2 separate regions of the Pan troglodytes genome follow, and region 1 is linked to region 2. Evidence: chromatin contacts called from public Hi-C data. All regions are on one chromosome and are shown on one strand. The core of a region is the stretch at or near the end of the contact, and the rest is flanking DNA. Distances in the headings are between cores, read along the strand shown.

What was found. Hi-C and Micro-C count contacts between places; a contact is called where the count stands out from the background.
Region 1: a contact with region 2 is called in a Hi-C map of blood, with 5 times the contacts expected there. The contact joins two enhancer-like sites. A contact is called at or near these places in 3 of 7 Hi-C or Micro-C datasets (blood, induced pluripotent stem cells and stem cell-derived neural progenitor cells) and 1 of 1 other capture datasets (stem cell-derived neural stem cells).

The regions. Positions count from the first base shown.
Region 1 is chr5:149,791,544-149,795,251 of NHGRI_mPanTro3-v2.0_pri, reverse strand. It overlaps LOC134810378 (a long non-coding RNA gene), which reads left to right. Exons shown (of 4, transcript XR_010158208.1): 2 at 1,495-1,574. Among named protein-coding and RNA genes, the nearest start is that of TNFAIP3, 85 kb to the right of the region's middle. Within about 2 kb of position 2,396, at least 1 of the 24 cell types and tissues checked has an H3K27ac peak or open chromatin away from gene starts, as enhancers often do.
Region 2 is chr5:149,546,739-149,550,532 of NHGRI_mPanTro3-v2.0_pri, reverse strand. It overlaps the pseudogene LOC100610753. Among named protein-coding and RNA genes, the nearest start is that of TNFAIP3, 160 kb to the left of the region's middle. Within about 2 kb of position 2,537, at least 3 of the 24 cell types and tissues checked have an H3K27ac peak or open chromatin away from gene starts, as enhancers often do.

The DNA.
Region 1 (3,708 bases), core at 1,147-3,646, 240 kb before region 2:
TCAAACAGGTGCTTAATAAATGCTGATGTCAGCTCTGCCCTGCATCTCCCAGCTGTTCTCTGATCTTCACTATTGGGTTTGCTGTTGCCTCCCCTCCCCCTTCGGAGTACATATAGACTGGGGCTATATGCAGTCAGAATTGGCTCAGACACTGGAATGGGATGAAGCCTATATCCATAGGCTACATCCATAGGCTCCATAGGCTGGGATAGAGCTGATATCCATCCATAGGCTACATCCCAGTCTAGTGTTTGAGCCAATTCTGACTGCATATAGCCCCAGTCTACTCTTTCCCATCTCTTCAATCCAAGACAGACTTTATCTTTGTGAATTTCATAGATTCTGGATGAAGAGGAAGCAGAGCTGACCAACACTGTTCCCTAGCAATCAAAGCTTCCCGCATCCTACACTGTTCACCTTATCCCCCAAATAGCTTCATTTTCATGTCAAGGATTCTTTCTTCCTGCCAATCTGTCCATTTTTAGTCCAGGGTTTCCTGACTTGGTGACTATGGACACTAGAAGGTTGCAGGTATCAGTAGCAAGGGATTTGAGAATGCTTTCTTATACCAAATGTTATCTGTAGATTGAATATCTCATACACATAAGTGTTGCTGTTTTTCCAAATGAACTTCTATCAGTCTGAGTTCAAGCAAGAGACAGAAACCACATAGTAATGTAAAGCAAGAGAAGTTTAATATAAAAAATTATTTGACAGTGATAGAAGAATAACTATAACAATGTAAAGAGAACTTTCAAGGGTATCCGAGGATTGAGGGAGAGTACCCAAGGAAAGACAACTTGGAAAGACGGTTCTCTCCTTAAGGCTGGGGTTCAGGCCTTGTTGGAGAAGGTGTGTTTGCAGTCCACTAGATGTCAGAGAAGCCTGCTATTTTCCAGGACCAGGAGCTGGTCCATAGCTGCTGGGCAAATAGGATGCAATTTCTTGGAGCACAGGCAAACTGAGGCTGTGGCTAAGTGCACAGTCAGGCCACTGCTGGGGACGTGAGGCCTGGAGCACACAGTGCCTGTGTTGCAGGGCTGTGAGAAGGTGGCCACAGGCTCAGAATCAGGCCAAATAGTCAGTGAGGGATGTGCCTCTGGGCAGGTGGTAGGGCAGGGCACAGCGGGATGGTCTTATACATAGTACCACTGATGGATAATGCAGCTGGAGCAAGAAGAAGAAAAGTAGCACACCAAAATCAGGAAGAGAAACTCGCTTTCTTCTGCAATGCTGCTCCAGTGGCATCTGCTGACAAAGCTTAGCATTGTGCTCACTGTAAAGGAGAAATGCTTAAAGGGTCCATTGCATATTTGTAGAGCAGCTGCTGAAGAAATCTGGAACAAAGAGGTAATAAATTGAAAACTGGCATAGCACTGGTAGAATTAGTGAAATATAAATTCATGTTAAATCTCTGCTGATTCCTAGTTGATTTTTATCGTTATATATTTTTAATGAACAGATTTTTATTGTTATATATTTCTCAATTAACAGATATAAAGAAGATGACAATTAGCGTGTGGGGAGTCCCCAAGACATTTTGATGTTAAACGTGGGTCCTTCTTCTTGACAAGGTGGGAATATGCTGCTCTAGCAAGATTGCAATGATGAATCCCAGGTGATGCCCACCTGTTGGCTTGACTCTAACATAGCCTCTTCCTGTCCAGCTGTCGGGTTTCTGTAACTTGTACTATTAACTCTAGTGTGAATCATTTGCATAAATTATGGTTGCAATTCTTGAGCTCCTGGTGTATCACTTCTGGACCTTCTGAGTCCCAGGATGCAATCAGCCCTGCAAATACCCGACCTTTTCTCTAACTACCTGTTCATTGTCTCAAAAAGCGGTCTGGCCGTTTGTCCTTCTCACAAGCTAGGACAGTTGATTGAATGAACGAGTGAATGAATGAATGCCTGTCCCCCTCCTCCATGGTTTTGAGAATTATTATTAAAAATGCATATAAAGCCTATGTGGAAATGTACCAAGCAGCATAAATCATCATAATTGCTATTACTGATAATAGCCACACTTTTAAACGAGGCTTTGTTTGCCTTTCAGTAGATCTCATTTGCAAATGGTGGTTTTTTTTTTTCTTTTTTAAATAAGTGGTTTCTACTTATAACCAAGCTCAATGGTAACTAAGCAATTCAAGAATTCTGTGGCATATACATTATCAACAAAACTCTGTTTTTAGACTCTACTCACTTGCAAACCCATGTCTAAACATTGCAGCTATAGCAACATGCAGGCCCAGGTGCTAAATCACCTGGTTGGGAAGACAGAAACCATCTCACATTGCATATAAGAACTCTGACCTGAATGACATTTTCCAGGAAGTAGGTGAGAGTAGGGGAGAGGAAAGAAGAAGGGAGAATTAAGAGCAAAAGTTAGTTTCATTTAAACTGAAACAAGTAGGTCAGCTGACATTGTGCTAAGTGAGTCCGCTCACTTTTCAGGTTAAAGTTTTTCCTTAAACTCAATGTTTTTGGTAAAAGAAAAAAGAACAAGACAACTCCGGGATACAAATTGTGAAACTTGTAATGATGATGTGATACCTTAATTTGGTTAAAATGCATGACAATATAAGTCAGGACAACCTTTGGCTGACACAAATGAGGAGTTATGCTCAAGTGCACAAAAGCTTTCCCATGAGCCACTTGTTTTTGGTTTTAATAAGGCTTCATCTCTTTAAGTGGATTACCAGTAAATTCTTCTGACAGTTAATACTAGAAAACAAATGGGAAGCTTGAGGTTTTTCCCCACAAGATGGCTATTTCTAATATCAAGATTGTCACAGCTATTTGGGGGATGGCAGCACAAAGGCAAGAGAAAGCATCAAAAAGTGTTTTGGGGTCGGGAAGTAACATGAAGAAACTCGTGCTTAAAGAAGAATATGTTTGCAGACTGGTGATGTACACAGCTAGGCAGCCTAATAAACCGATGTAGTAATTCAAGTATAAAAGCCCTCAGAAGTTAACTAGTCAAGCCCCTTTCTAGTACAAAGGAGGAAACTGAACCCCAGAGATTAGAGAGGAATTTGCCTCAAATCTCTTACCTGGTTGTTGGCAGAGCTATGTCTAGTGACCAGACTAAAAAGTTTTGGCTGCTATTCTTTTCACCAAATGTCACTGAGCTTTAGAGGTGACATGACATTCTCATTTTTAATATTTTATATTTTGAGGTGATCTAAGAGTTGCAGATCCCAGGGGATTATTTTTCCTTTGGGATCTTAGTTATAAATGTTCTTTTCTCTAACTGCAACCTCCTTATAGGTTTCCTCTCTCTTTCCTCCAAATCTACTCCAGTTTCTTTTCTTTTTCTTTCCTTTTTTTTTTTGTTTGAGATGAAGTTGCCCAGGCTAGAGTGCAGAGATCTCAGTTCACTGCAACTTCTGCCTCCTGGGTTCAAGCAATTCTCGTGCCTCAGCCTCCTGAGTAGCTGGGAATACAGGTGTACATCACCACTCCCAGCTAATTTATGTATTTTTAGTAGAGACGGGGTTTCGCCATGTTGGCCAGGCTGGTCAACCTGGGCACTTGAACTCCTGGCCTCAACTGATCCACGTGCCTTGGCCTCCAAAAGTGCTAAGATTACAGGCATGAGCCACCATACCCAGTCTACCCCAGTTGTTTTCAAACCAATCATAGCATAACAGTTTTGTAACATTAGACATATTTCTTAACTATTTTGTGTCTCAGTTTCCACTATAA
Region 2 (3,794 bases), core at 1,288-3,787:
TCATGAATATCGAGTGTCTCACATATATTACAGTGTTATGAATCTCAGGTATCCTGGCGCTGCCCTTCCTTCCTCTTCCTGTGTGTATACGTATGACCCACTTGATCTTTCTAACCTGTCTCTCATGCTGCTAACTGATCTTCCTATACTTAAACATGAGTTTCACTTATTTCAGTTGATTTCTTCTTTAGCAGAATTGAATATTCTCAAACAATACTACCAATGCATATTATGGCCTTCTGCCATCTCACATTTTTTACTTACTTTATTATCTACCTAACTAAAGTGCCATGAACACAAGAATTTTCATTTGTTTTCTTCACCAATGTACCTAGATGTGTACTTAAAAAATAATTATTGAAGAAAATGAAAGAAATTCTGAAAACCATGAGGCTTAAATCAAATAATATTTGAATTGTACTAGAACAGGAGAGAAAATGACTTGGAGCAGGATGAGAAGATGAAATTGAAAGCCCATGCTATGGTCCCTGCCCTGCTGATGTCAATCTCTTCCCAGGCCCATGGGTGTGGGAGTGCTTAGATGCTCATTCTGAAATTCTGGAGATCACCCATTCTTCTGGAATTGCTCACTTTTCTTTCTATGCTCTCCAAGTAGCTGTTCTTTGGCCCACTTGACTCACGGTCAAACTAGTTTCAATCTTGTACTCCTGAAACATTTGTTTAATGAATGAATATCCTGTTACAGGTTGCCCCGGGACTTCAGAGCCCTGATGAGTACTGATACTTAAATGACATCAGATATTAACCCCAATGAGTTTGTGCTTCCTTCAATCTGCAGGGCTTCATTCAACCTGAAGTTGCCCCCTGGAGGGCCCTGAGCACATCCAGGCCTAAGCCTTCGCGTTAGTCTGCTCAGGCTGCTGTAACAAAAGATTGTAGCCTGGGTGGCTTAAACAACAGAAATCTATTTCTCACAGTTCTGGAGGCTGGGAAGTCAAAAATCAAGGTGCTGGCTAATTCGGTTCCCTGGTGAAGGCTGTCTTTCTGGCTTGCACACATTTGTTGTCTTGCAACGCGGTCACATGCCTTTCTTTGGTGCACGTTCACACAGAGAGAGAGAGAAAGAGAAGGAGAGAGAGAGAGATCTCTTCCTTCCCTAATAAGGTCATAAGGCCACCAGTCATACAGGATTAGGGCCCCACCCTTATGCCCTCGTTTAACCTTAACTACCTCCTAAAGACCTGTCTCCAAATATAGTCACATTGGGAGCTAGGACTTCAATATATGAATTTTGAAGGGATAAAACTCAGTCCATAGAAGACCTAATTTCTTCTTCCCGCACAATGTCACTTTCCTTTTTTAATGTTATTATTAACTTTTAAAAAATGTATACGTCTCCTGTAAAATCCACATTTTAATCCTTTGTTATTCCTGGCTTGCTTCACTCATTGATTCTACCTACCCAGCCCCTTTAGACATTAAAGTTTTTATCCCATGCCCATTGATTTAACCAGGTACTGTATTTTCCAAACTGAAACTCAGGACATACAACATTATCACTATGAATATGCTTATGGAAGAGTAGAACAAAAAGCCAGAAATTGGGATTGTCTTGGAATAGTATGGATATGCAGAAAATGATGATAAATAACCGAATTCTCCATATTTGTATGACAGTGATTGAGAAGAGTATTAATGCAGCTTGATGCTTGGTGCCACTCAAACCCACCAAAAGTTCTATTTGCCCATTTAGATGTTTTGATGGTGAGGAGCTTGTTGGTGTTGGGCTGTGGAAGATACAAAGGTTGAAGACAGATGCTGTTCTCCATGATAGAGCTTTGCAAGTTTTCTTTGGCCCATGATGTAGAGCAAGAAATTTTACTTTACAACCCTGCAGACTGTGATGCATTCTGATCTGTTCTATTCTATTCTATTCTTTCTACAATGGGTGTTATGGCCTACATAATTGGTTTTCAAAACATGACTCTATTGCTATGTGCATTGGAAAAAACACAGTTCTTGTGGGCTGGGTCCAATAGGTTTTGGTTTCCTTTCTGTTAAAAAATATTTTGATTAGCATGAAGGTCTTTTTGTTTGTTTCTTTTTGTGTTTTAATACATGTAGGTACTAGACTAGTATCTAGAAATAATTTCATGCTCTTAGAAACGTATCTGCTGGAACTTTTCTATTCACAGATCAGAGATTTTTGGAACTGGAAGGAACTGCAGGGGTCAAGTCAGAATACATGGCTCAGGAGTCTTTATGTTGAAGCTCCAGTGTTTGGATGCAGTGATCTTAAAAACGCAATTCACAAAAATTGTTCTCTTTGTTTTTTGACTCTTCTAACAGAACTCATCTTCAATTTAGTTTGCTAATTGCCTGTGTGCCATGATCTTGTTCTCCTTTGCAGAGCTCACAGGATGGGTTTTTGTTTTGTTTTGTTTTTAGTTTCCTTGCTGTTTTTCCAGGTCACAGTACCGCAGTCGATTGGTGATTGTGGTTTGAGGTCACCTAGAGAAGGCGGGGCGGGGAACCCAAAGATTTTATTGCACACCTCAAATTGCTCTCTGATGACACCAAGAGCGTCAAAGTCCTGAGGCCGAGTTGTCAGTGAACATTCGCCAGGAAAAGCAGGGGTGAAGCCGCTTATGGGCGAAGATGAATCCCGTGCTGCCATCTATTGGTAATGTCATGAAACAGCAATTTTTAATACCACCTGATTTTTAAAAAATTTGTTTTGGGGGGGAACTATAGTTCACTGTTACCTGCTCTCCAAATTTATATTTCCCAAGAAGTCTTGATTTCAAGTGAAGGAATCTGTGGATGGGAATGACCCATCTTTAACCCTAATGAACTTTGTCTGTAAAGTGAACCAAGGGGACAGGGGAATTCCCACACCGTCTCATTACTGCCCAAGCCGACACACTTCCCTTTGAGGATGGTTTGAGGGAAGGAGGGACTGTCTGCTTGTCAGAGGGATTTCAAAGAACACACTGTTCTCATCCTTCAGATCTTGCCGATTGCTTCATGGGCTGCCCGAGATTACCATATGTTTTGTGCAAAGGGTGACTTCGAAACAAAACAGAATAGACCCTCTCTGTTTTGAAGCCTGTTGATTCTAAATGCTACACCGTTGCAAATAGTTCTCTGGGTTTATTTATTAGCAAGGGAAGCCAGACATCAAGGACCAACCACTTCCATTTTAAAAAGATCCCTGTTCATTAAAAATAAAAATAAAGTAGCCTGGAGTGCAGCGGGGTGATCATGACTCATTGCAGCCTTGACTTCCTGGGCTCAAGTGATCCTCCCGCCGCAGCCGCCACTCCCGGTTAGTTTTTTGTATTTTTTGTAGAAATGAAGTCTCTCTTTTTTTCCCAGGCTGGCCTCGAACTCCTGGACTCAAGCGATCCTCCTGCCACAGCCTCCCAAAGTGTTGGGATTATAGGCGTGAGCCACTGCACCCAGCCTACTATCTTTATCTTATAGAAAGAAAAGAAAGGAGGAAACTGAGGCTTGGAGACAATGGTTTCACCCAAATATCAGTGGTGTGGAGGCAGAAAAACCTATTGTTGACAAGAGGAGTTGATCGCAGTTTTTTGGCAAGGCCTAGTAAAAGTACCCCTGGAGACTTCACATGTTCCATTAGAAGAAATAGAGCTGTCACCCACATCAAGATTCAGAACACTGTTGATTACTAGGACCCGTTTGGGGGGAAAAGTTTGCCACTTTGGCTGAGTTGGTCCAGTATTACATGGAACATCACAGGCAATTAAAAGAGAAGAATGGAGATGTTGTTGAGCTTAAATATCCTCTGAACTGTGCGGATCCTGCCT